Linked DNA regions of Mus musculus: regions 1 and 2 are each linked to region 3. Evidence: chromatin contacts called from public Hi-C data. All regions are on one chromosome and are shown on one strand. The core of a region is the stretch at or near the end of the contact, and the rest is flanking DNA. Distances in the headings are between cores, read along the strand shown. Region 1 overlaps Opcml (opioid binding protein/cell adhesion molecule-like). Region 2 overlaps Opcml (opioid binding protein/cell adhesion molecule-like). Region 3 overlaps Opcml (opioid binding protein/cell adhesion molecule-like).

Region 1 (3,800 bases), core at 1,091-3,590, 410 kb after region 3:
ATCATCTTTAGCATACATTTTCTGTAAGCAAGGATATTAGGACTCTCAAATGTTTTGGAGCTGAGAGCCACTAGCCCTTGGACAGGTTCTGATGATGTCTCTCAGGAAACGTTCTCCAAAGATTTCACCTCAACAATGCTGCTTCCTTCTTAATCACCAGTACTTTCCCAGCTCCAGCTGACCAGCATCAAGGATCCCAGTAAAGCAAAGGGTTCACTTTAGTAGTGCAGGTAACTTGTTAACCACAGCTGATTCTTTGGCCTCAGCAAACCAGCACCACCAGATCTTAGTTCAAAATAACAATTTGCTCTGATAAAGTTTAGTCTTCCCTCTGATATTTCACAAACCAGGCCTCTGACATCTGTACTGCTCTTAACATTTCTTTATCTTTCAAGCTTCTACAAAACAGCTTACTGAGCTCTCAAAACCCAATGGATTTTCTAGTCAATGTTCCACAGCCCTTCCGAAATCTTCCCCAAAACATGCCACAGCAATACTCCACTATCCTGGCACCAACTTGTCTTAGTTAGGGTTTCTGTTGATGTGATGAAACACCATGACTCAAAGAAAGTTGGGAGGGGAGGGTTTATTTGACTAATACCTCCATGTCATAGCTCATCATTGAAGGAAGTCAAAACAGGAATTCCAACAAGGCAGGAACCTGAAGGTAGGACCTGATATTGAAGCCATGAAGGAGGTACTACTTACTGGCTTGTTCCAGATGGCTTGCTCAGCCTGCTTTCTTACAAAAGCAAGAACCACTAGTTCAGAGACATCACCACCCATAATGGCCTGGGCCCTCCTCAATTAATCAGTATTTAAGAAAATGCCCTACAAGCTTGCCTACAGCTTGATCTTGTGAAGGCATTTTCTTAATTGAGGCTCGTCCTTGCAGATGACTTCAGCTCACAGATGGCTTATGATATTTTGATAGACGTATATACTGTGTCATGTGTAAATCAGGACACTAGCTATAGATCTTAAAGAAACACCTATTGACTTAATATGTCGTTTTATTAGGACATCTCAATATTCTAGGGATACCAAATGTGCCTGGAAGCATGTGTATCTGTGAATGCATTTAAGAAGTCTTAGTTACAATCTCAGTACAGGTGATGCAATCGCTAACAAACAAGAAATGAGTTTGGAGAAATGCTTATAAAACTAACCAAGCCATAGTTATTGCCACCACTGTCTTATAGCCTTTGTAATAAGCAAGTGATCAATGAAGGAATGTGACATTCTAGAAGCCAGAATTTGGCAGATAGCAAGTGTGAATCTGATATCAGTGGGGACTTAGGTAGCTCATATCACTGACATCAGTAGCTTAAAATCTGCTGTGAGTGGAAGGGTACATTCTGGGGAACTAGCGAATTCTACACACCAGGGCTTATTTTTGTCTTTCAGAAAGCTTGTCATTATTGGTACACCACTGTGCTGAGGACCCACAGAAGACGAACGTTCTGGGGGTAAGAGTGAAGCAAAGTAATGTAAGACAGTGACACTCAGCAGGCTCCTACCATTCTAAAATTCCATCTGCGTGGCCTATCAATGAAGAAAATCTCCAATGGATCGGCTCTTTGTACTTTAGTGTTTAACTGCCTGTGATCTCTCCATAGTTACATGCAGATACACTTGAACAAATTATGCTCCTTATTTCTCACCTTGACATTTCAAATTCTGTAAGAAGTGCAGAGAGGAGGAATCAAGGAAATGGGATGGAAGGCAGGATCAGAGAGGAAAAATGAGACTCAGGAGAGCAGGTGCTGCTGCCAATCAGAGAGAATTCCCAGAAAAGCAGGATGCTTCCCCACGGAGCCTCATCTCCTCCATACAGAAGCCAGATAAGTTTGCCAAAAGTGAGTCAAACCAGCCCACCCCTAGATAAAATACTCCTGTAGTCCCAACTTTAATTGTTTCTCATCTCAAACAGGAGAAATAACACGGTAGGGGCATTCTTTCTTTGCTTGCTGCAAGGCATCCAGACATCCTGTGGAAATCGTTTGCAGGCTGCTTCCTGGGCATCTGTCTGTTCTTATCTCCTCCCCTTCAAACCAGTACAGTAATGTCCTCCTCATTCACTCTGGGCACTCGCCGGTTGAACTATGTTCCACAACCCTTGCTGCCTATAGCATCTGTACAGTTTATCTTCTACTAGCCAGCTCCTCTCCTTGGAATGGAAATTGCTCCATGAAGGCATGAAATTCTACTTGCTGCATCCTAGATATCTGTAACTGTACCTGACAAAAAGAACGTATGAATTCGAGGAATATTTATACCTTAAATGAATTAACAAATGAATGCCATGCAAGGTACAATTCTATGAGGAAGTTGGGCAAAGACCACAGAGGAGTAAGATAATTTAATGAGGAGTAAGAGGGTGACTGTAGATCATTAGGATCATGGCCACAAGGAAGGGGAGAAGTCAGATTGCTGAATAGTTAGGCTTGAAGTTCTACCACTGTTACTGTTCCATTTATACAAAACATTCCAGCCATGCTAGCACATGCCCTGAGTGTTACTGGACTTTGAAAAGGGCCTCCACTCCCTCTCTAGATGGATATTACTGTGATGGGCCTCGTAGGAAAAAAAGTAACTAAGAACACATCTACCATCTGCTAAAATTTGCCTTGCTTACAAATAAGTTCGCCCATCATGTCCTTAAACCAACTTTGGGCCTAGACATTTTGCTGGAGACTTTTGAAGGAGATGAGTCTTCAGCCTGCTCATGAGATGCTGAACTCTGTGAGTAGGTGGCCATACTCAGGGACAAGAGTTCTAACTGAGCCCTTCTGGGTGTGCTTGAAAGAGTCCCTTGCCTCTCAGAGCCCTGTTCTCCAGGGAGCTTTCTTAGCCCAATGCATACATCTCCTGTGGAGCAATGGTTACGTTACGAACCAGGTAGACTGTTCTGCTACCTATCAGACTACACAGTTGTTTCCTTCAATTATGACTTGTTTATACACTTGGTATTGATTCCAAATTTCCAGTGGGCACTAGCTTTAGAATTTTTCAACAGCCACTAGCCCCTTGTCTTTGATATTAACATCACCATAATTTTTATCATTTCCCTTTGATATGCTGACTCAGTTTTCTTCACCTGACCTCTTTTCCATCTGTGGATGGCTTGTATAGCCTCCATCAAGTTTGCCTTCCACCCCCTCCCCCTGACTGTGATAGTCTTTCTATTTTATTAGCTCCTCCACCAGCCAAACTTTCACTTTTTCCACCCATGGAAACACCTAATTTCTAAAAGCAAAAGGAGGTTCTGCCCGACATCAGGAACATTTCAGGTGGAAACAGCTGTTAAAAGCTGTTGTATTTTCTCTTCCTTAAATGCCAAACCATCACAGTCAGCAAAATGTCTAGGCCCAAAGTTGGTTTAAAACATTCATGCTTCTTCCACAACATTGGTCCTTGTTCCCATTTTACAGGTTAGTTTTATGTTGGCACAAGCTAGAAGCATTTGGGGAAATTTTTTTGATTGGGGATTGATGGGGGAGGGCCCAACTCACTGTGACTGCTGCCACCCCTGGATTGGTGGCCATGGACTGCATAATTAAGAAGGCCAAGAAATCCATGAGGAGCAGTCCAGTATGCAGCGTCCCTCCATAGCTTCCACTTTGGTTCCTATTTCCAGGTTCCTGCCTTTACCTCCTTCAATGATGGACTGTAATGCGGGACTATAAACTGAAGTAAATGCTTTCTCCCCCAAATTGGTTTTGGTCAACTGTGTTTTATCAAAGCAAGAGAAAGATACCCACTGAACTTCCTTCCCTTTTGTCCATGTACCCTTCTTG
Region 2 (4,176 bases), core at 800-3,299, 320 kb after region 3:
TTATTTCTTCCCTTTTGTACTCTCCCTACACTTCATTTCTGTTGCTCTGTTTGTTTAGAGCTTACTTTGCTTCCACAAATATAATAGGTCCACTGGGGATGGACGGTGTCTAATTGTGTGCTGTTTGCAATGCCTGGAACATTACAGTTCTCAATGAACACATTATTATTATGATTATTGTTATGATCTATCGTAACAATAATTGCAATTCAGTGCACATTTCTCTATACTTCAGGCTGCATAGGGATTCAAGAATATACTCATGGTCCCCTGGATATCCCTAAATGCCCTGGATAAGGATCTAAATTTATGAGGTGCATGTTGGAGCTGTACCTCTAGACTTACAGAGACTGGAGGGTATTTATCTCCTAGTCACAAAGGGAGCAGAATGGGAGACCTTCTCCTTCTATGCAAAGGAGAATAAGAAATAAGGCGTGATCAGAACAGATAGAGAAAGGAGGAATTGTATTAGAACACATGTTGGTTCACCCCCCACTCACCAGAGACAGTGAAGACCACAGCTAGAGCTGACCCAGTGGCAGAAAACCTGTTCAGGCAATGATAAGAAAAATCATTTACTGGGCACATTAATTTAAGTCGTGGGAGCTGAGCTCTCCCTAGGTTGCCCATTGGATAAATGCTGTCAGGATATGCTGTGAGCTCTTCCAATGAGATGTAATAATTGAATTTGTTTTCATTTAATTTGGAGGGCCTTTAATTAAAAGCCAGGCTTGTGTGTGCAGAGAGATAAAGCCAGGCACACCAAGAATGGGGGTAATTTAGGTGCTGAATGCGGTAATTAATTGTAAATTCAGAGGTCAGGAGACTGGCATTATCTTTGGGAAATCAGCATAGGGAGCTGGCCATCCGGCTGGAATAGGGTCTGAAGTAGCGGAAACATACGCTTAAGTGATTTTTTGAAACCTTAATCGCAATTACAGAGCAGTGCGGAGGTTAATTTGCAAAGTTCATTAATCAGAGGCATAAATACATCAGTGATCACCTGGTGCAAGAGAACCTGGAATGTTGTTTTCCAGCCATGATTTCCAAAAGTCAGCCTGGGGAATGAAGTACACTCTATCCTCCTCTGACTCTTCCTACTTGCCTTCATCTTCAAGCTGCTTAGAAACGTATTTCTCCCCTCTTGGTAGGAGCTGAAGCCTAACAGCAAAGACTGCTTTGGATAATACAAAATACATCTTATAATGATGAGACTTGCACAAAGAATAATCCCAGAATACTTTTTAGGGTATTCTATTAGTAGCCTAGACAGTAACACCTAGAGATAATATCAAAAGACAAAGCTTGAATTAATGTCCAATTTTAATCTCTAGAGTTAGGAGTTGAAGGTTAACTAGAGTGGTCAATCTTCAGATTCTATTGTATTTCACAATATAAAGCAATAAAGGTCAATGCGTGTGCTTACATGTGAGTTTCTCCCTTGAAAAATGACAGTCTATTAGATGCATATTTTGTGCTTCAGAGAGCATCGTGATGGGAGTATGTCCCAGCATGCAATGGTGGAGGTGATAGAAGCCTGCTACCTTCCAGTGCTCCATGCAGGAATAGAGATGCAGGGACTGTGCTAGTGTTCAGAAACTCACATTTGTTTAGTTCGCCACCTCAGAAGACAATAGTTCTCGAACACAAATGGTCACAACTACCTCTGCCCAGGCTTATTTCTGGATGTCTTCCACTTTTCACTCCCTATCTCTCAAGGTTCTAATTGCCTCCCACAGGAGAGGATTTCACAGGTCGGAAAATTACCTCAGAGAAAGGGAGCCAGATCAGAAAATTCCACCAAGATTGCTTGGGGCACTTCTTAAACACATAAAAGTTTTCATCTTTCCCCAGACCTCCTGAACCAGGCCCTCAAGGATCTGAAATCTAGGTAATAATTCTGAAACACCCTGAATCATTGCTTCACCAGCTAAACAAAGCTCTGAACTTCTCCAGCCTCTTCAGCTCCATGAGTGGGTGTATTGCTAGAAGCTGAACACCTGCTGTGTGCCTGGCAGTTTGCAATCCTAGAATGTAATCATGGCCTCTGAGGGCTGCAAACTTGAATGCATTCACCTCTCTGCCATTGAATAACTTCATCTCTATCTCTGCCAACCACTCCCTATCTTCTGTTAAGGTTTGATTTTTTTTTTTTTTCACACCTACTCAGCTACAGGCTCCCTCTATGTCCCTGGTACATACCTTGGACAGAGAAACAAACAGCAGGAAGATCAAACAGAACGAATGTAGATTGCCAACAGAAGGAGGCAATGACCCTCTAGAACAGCAAGCAGCACAAGCTCGGCTTCACAGATGGTGAAACTGGGGTGTAGACACATTTGCAGCAACAGAGAGCTCAGTTCTGGAGCCAGGGCTCTTTGGTCATAAAACAGGGCTCTGCAGGCTCATGCCAGGGATCTTTCAGGCCTAAGTGGTGAGTTCAGAAAACTCAACAGACAAAGCAAGAATGTGATTAGGAGGTGGTGGAGAAAAATCTTTGGAGTGAGGGATAGGAATGCTGATATTACCATCGAGAATATTTGATCCATGATTAGAAACTAAAAACACCTTGTCTCCGGATGGGAGATTCAAGCAACGAAATTTCTCTAATACAAGCACAATTAATCTAATCTAAGCACAATTATGATTCCTGCTGCTGAGATCTGCTTTTAAGCTCCATATTTGAAGTCATTTTCTTACATATATTATCTTTGCCAGTGGCTCTTGACCTTCCAAATATTGCAACCCTTTAATAAAGCTCCTCATGTTGCAATGACCCCCAACCACAAAATTGTTTCATTGCTATTTCATAACTGTAAGTTTACAACTGTTACAAACCTTAATGTAAATATCTGATATGCAAGATATCTGTTATGCAACCCTTAAAGAGGTTGTGACCCACAAGTTGAGATCTGCTAATCTATTGGTTTTCATTTATTTATTTTTAATTTTGTGTGTGAGCATGTGCACATGCGTGTGTGTGTGTGTGTGTGTGTGTGTGTGTGTGTGTGTGTGTGTATACACCATGTTACTAGTATGTAAGGCAAAGGGGATAAATTCCTTTCTTCCACCATGTGGATTCTGTTGATTGAATTCAGGTTATCAGTCTTGGCAACAAATGTTTTAACCACCTGGGTTATCTTGCTGGCCTGAATTTTTCTGCCATCTGAATTACTGGCCACAAATCACAGTTCAGATATCAGATAGTTACTCTGAATCATATCAATAGTAAGAGACTCAATTCCACTCAAAACAAGGATGATAGTTTAAGTTAAAGGCTTAGTCATCAGTTAAGCATCTAGATCAAAGATAAGAGCTGTATGCCCCCATAGGCACTAAATAAAGTCTTGGGGCTGGAGAGATGGCTCAATGGTTAAGAATACTTGTTGCTTTTTCAGAGGACCTGGGTTCAATTCCAACATGATGGTTCAAAACCATTTGTAACTCCATTTCTAAGAGATGCAACTGGGTACCATGCACATATGTACTGAATATACATACATGCAGGCAAAATACTCACATAAAATAGAATGAGTTAATCTTCCAAAAAAATGTTTCTTGCCTACAGGGCTTGACAGTCTAGTCAGAGAGACAGAAAACATCACACTATGTGAGTCCCATAATCATGAGAAATGTCCTGTACTCTGAGAACATGTGGGTAGGCCTTCATCATTTATCTGTAAACAGAAGATGGGCAGAGATAGGCCAAGGAAAGATGTGCTGACGGTGAAGAAGTAATAAAGAATAAGGCCAACTGAGAAGACAGATCATGCCAAGCCTTCAGGATGAAAATTAAAGCCATGATGTTTTAATTTGATGCTCAGGATCCTGGAACTGCCTGGGATGAACAAGGCTTACTCACAGCCTATGAGAGCTAGTATTACACTAGGATAGCATATGAACAAGCAGGCATGGGTTGAATGGCCTTAAGGTTTCTATTTGAAATCTGTGTGGTTAGACACTTACCCTGAACTCATCTGATACCTCCACACTCCTGAGTCCCCTGGTAAATTGCTTTTCTTGTGAGTATTACGGAAGAGAGGCAGGGCAGGAGATACCCACACACATGTTCAGCTGCTTTAAGGGGCCATGCATTCAGGATCTTTTTCTCTAGGTTGTAATTGCTCCCTTGAGAAGGGTTGGAAGGTTGTGAGGCATGAGTTGGCTTGTCTTGCT
Region 3 (3,662 bases), core at 996-3,495:
GGTTTCAGGAAATGAGAAATGTCCCCAGCAAGGACAGCCATTTCTTCACTTTCTGTGCTGAAGAGAGACCTACTTGGCCTTACCTCATCGAGACTTTTCATTTATCTCTGCAAGGGAGAACACACCTGCTTCTGGACTGTCATTCACAATGTGGAACAATTAGATCCTTAAGACATGGTGTGTAAAACTGTTCAAACTTTGGTCAGAAGTGTGCACGTGTCATAGAAATGCCAGCAGCATTTTGGACTTGATCTGGCTCATGTCATAATACGGACAGGTAAGGGTTATGTCCCAATGCTTAGATGAGATCTTGCATAAAACTCCCTCCAACGAGGGCCAATGAGGTAGCTTACCCTGTAAGGGAGTCACCTGCCATGTTGACTTATGATCTTCAGGGACTTCCACCCCATCCACAAATGCACACTATTGGTCGGAAAAGAACCAACATTGGAAATCTTTCCTCTAATATATAAATATATACACACAAGTTTTGGCATGCATGCACATATGTGGATACACACATACACACATAATTCATTCTCTCTCTCTCTCTCTCTCTCTCTCTCTCTCTCTCTCTCTCTCTCTCTCTCTCTCTTTCTCTCTCTCTGCCTAAATAGGTCAATAGATAAATAAATCACCTAGGGTATATGTCACCATCCACATAGCCATTCATTCCCATCGCTCAGGAAGATGCTGGAGCTCAGAGGAAGGAAGTAACCTACAGAGAGCTGAGGACTAAGCTGGTGCGCAGTGGGTAAATACATACATCCAATTCCACTCTCCATTTTATTATTTTTTTCCACTCAGGTCTTTCCCTCCCTACAGGTGAATCTGAGACACAGCTAATAGGCACTTCTGACCAGTTCTTCTGGTATCATATTTCTAAAGCTACAATGGGAAAGTTCTTTGTGACAGGGCAGCAATGGCTGCCAATGGGCAAATGGTGACACGTGTGATTCATTTTGCTGTTTATTATCCAAGCTGCCTAGAACAGGTGGGTGAAACCTTGTCTTTCAAGAAATCCGGCAAGGGAGGTAATCATTGGTTCTGGTGAGTCAGAACCAATCGCCATCAGACTTACGGCTCCCTGGAGAGAGGACTCGACCTAGTCTGGAAACTCTGAGATCAGACTCCGGGTCCATCAGCCTGCTCCAGCCATGGAGCTGATCCCTGCAACCAGTTCCAAGCTTTGTGCTTCTGGACTGTTTCTCCCACAGGCTCAGCATGGCAATTTGTTTAAATGAGAGCAGAAAGCATTCAGAGACCAAGATAGGACAACACCAGATCCCAGCCCAGTGTTGATTGAGAGCCAGATGCCTTGTGACTAAAGATATGAGTGCAGGAAGGAGAAACTATCAAAGCCAACAAAGAGAAAAGCCAGAGGGTGACTCTGTGAGCTAGGAGAGGGGGAAGACTCGCTTGAATTTCTATACATGATCTCAAAAGCTAAAGGCACAAAGGAAACTATGAATAAGTATGATAGAGTGAAAGATTTCTGTCCAGAATAGGAAATATTTTTGTATTGGACTGCATGGAAGAAAATAATTTAATATCTGAAAGCACCATAGAATTAATACTCGTTCTACAAAGACAATCTTCACATCAATAAAACCAAAAAGAAAAAAAAAAACGATGATGGATTATGGGCAAATGAAATGAACATGGGATTTAAAAATGAAACTCAGATGCCAGTGGAATACAGGAAGGGAGTCTCAGTTTGTTGGTGAGCAGGTGAGTATGAGACTGAGTCATTTTATACATAATTGGCTGGTAGAAATGGGAAGGCTGGCAGTGGCAGAGGGGACATGGAAACAACGGGAATAACAACTGTGGAAGCCGTGGTTGGTGAGTGCCTGAGCTAGCCCTTAGGTTAACTCAACTAATTCCTGTGACCTAGATTTGTCCTTTGGCATACTTTACAGCCCCAAGCTATCCTAAATACCAGAGAGCATCTCTTGCAGGGATATTTGCTGGGGTAGAGGTTGCTGGCGGGCAGGGTAACTGTACCAGTGGTGGTACATGAGGATCTAACCTTGAGGAACAGCTGCAAAGATACAGATCACAGGAGTCACTGGACAGAAGGAACTCAGCACAGAGAAGCAGGGATGCGTTGAAATGTGTGCATGGGAGATGCGGGAACAGTGAGCTCTCCACCACAGCATCACTTACCTAAGTTAGAGGAAGTAGAGAGAAGCTCACTGTTATCATCAGGCACACACAAGGAAGAGCACATGGCCTACACACAGCTGTCAGCATGCATAGCAAACAAAACAGAAGCGATGGGAACAGTGAAGGGGTGAGCAAGCCCTTGTGTGGAATCGCTGATAGGGAAAGAAATGTGCTTTAGACGCCAAACAGAACCTAGACAAGGAATAAAAAAATAAAGCCCTTATAGATTGCCTGTACAAAGATTTGGGTCACTCTCAGTGCTCATTTCTGGGCCCTTGTACCTTGTTCATCCAGCAGAGACACCCTTCAATCCCCTGGAAGAGTCCTCAGCCCAGTAATTCTTGCAGAGCTGCAATGGCTCTTCAAAGACACAAGGGGGCTCATGATGCACATGGATTTTTAATAGTGCCGCTTGTCACTCCAATTTGAGAACTAAACCCAGTACAGGCAGACACTCCCCTGCCACAAACACATCCTACTCCTCACTATCTATTCTATGCTGCCCCTTCTCTGCTGGGGGAATATGAAGTATGAAGCTGTTAGGAGTTATGAATGACAGGTTTGGGGAGAAGTCCTGAGCCACGTCAATCCTGTTATTGTGAGTGGACTGGTCTCCTTATGTAATCCTCCCTCTTGCTTTTCCTCACTTTTTATGCCCACTCCTGCCTTCCTCCACACACCCACTTCCACTTCACTGGACCCTGCTCTCCGTATGTAGATCTGCCTGTATTTCTGCCCTGACCCCTGCCTCTCCAGATGAAAACATTTGCTGCCAGAGAGCTTGTGAGTTTATTCAATAGCATATCGTAGTATCGTATGTATGTTTTGCACCCGTGTGTATCAGGGAGATGTCTTTGAACTTGATAGAAGGAAATGACCAAACCATTCCTTAGAGTTCATGGCATAGGGAGAAGGGTAGCTATCCTGACATGTGGTGACCTCTTTTTTTCCCCAGAAGCATTCAAGGCTGGATATCAGAGTGCAGAAGAGTTGATTCTATACTCAGCCTGGGTGAAGGGACCCTGCCAAGTGCAAGGGCACAATCTGTGTGTGAAGAGTGACAACAGCATCCCCACTACATGTGGCTTCCTTATTCCCTGACTCTGCTGTTCTGGGGTATATATACAGGGAAAACCATAGCGTGACTTCCTGTGACCTGCCTCCTGGGAGAAAGGACCCCCGCCTTCATCTCAGCACCCTCCAGCCAGCTCTGCCTTCCATTCTGTGGCAGTGTCAGAGCCAACGACAAGTTGAGACCTCATCATTTTTCCTTAATCAGGAACATCCTTCGAACTGGAGCCATGATGGCAGCAGTCAGTCTCAGGGAATTAACTCACCATGAAGATCATTCCATGACAGAGGCATAGTTTATCAGTTCCCACAAGCAGGGTGTAGAGGGGAAGCTAAAGGAATCCCTTAGTGGCTGTGAACAGGGCTCCCCCATAGCAGCCTGCAATAGCCTGTAGCCCCACAGTCCTGAACAGACACACTTG

What was found. Hi-C and Micro-C count contacts between places; a contact is called where the count stands out from the background.
Region 1: a contact with region 3 is called in a Hi-C map of the N1E-115 cell line, with 2.7 times the contacts expected there. The contact joins two enhancer-like sites. A contact is called at or near these places in 3 of 484 Hi-C or Micro-C datasets (the N1E-115 cell line and embryonic stem cells).
Region 2: a Hi-C map of the N1E-115 cell line shows a contact between it and region 3, with 5 times the contacts expected there. The contact joins two enhancer-like sites. A contact is called at or near these places in 2 of 484 Hi-C or Micro-C datasets (the N1E-115 cell line and cerebellum).

The regions. Positions count from the first base shown.
Region 1 is chr9:27,831,996-27,835,795 of GRCm38.p6, reverse strand. All of the region lies in intron 1 of Opcml (opioid binding protein/cell adhesion molecule-like), which reads right to left. Among named protein-coding and RNA genes, the nearest start is that of Opcml, 43 kb to the right of the region's middle. Within about 2 kb of position 2,340, at least 2 of the 459 cell types and tissues checked have an H3K27ac peak or open chromatin away from gene starts, as enhancers often do. A contact at or near this core is called in the N1E-115 cell line, where this site is marked.
Region 2 is chr9:27,922,319-27,926,494 of GRCm38.p6, reverse strand. The region is part of intron 1 of Opcml (opioid binding protein/cell adhesion molecule-like); the gene reads right to left. Among named protein-coding and RNA genes, the nearest start is that of Opcml, 130 kb to the right of the region's middle. Within about 2 kb of position 2,049, at least 9 of the 459 cell types and tissues checked have an H3K27ac peak or open chromatin away from gene starts, as enhancers often do. A contact at or near this core is called in the N1E-115 cell line, where this site is marked.
Region 3 is chr9:28,246,889-28,250,550 of GRCm38.p6, reverse strand. The region is part of intron 1 of Opcml (opioid binding protein/cell adhesion molecule-like); the gene reads right to left. Among named protein-coding and RNA genes, the nearest start is that of Gm39313, 150 kb to the left of the region's middle. Within about 2 kb of position 2,245, at least 43 of the 459 cell types and tissues checked have an H3K27ac peak or open chromatin away from gene starts, as enhancers often do. A contact at or near this core is called in the N1E-115 cell line, where this site is marked.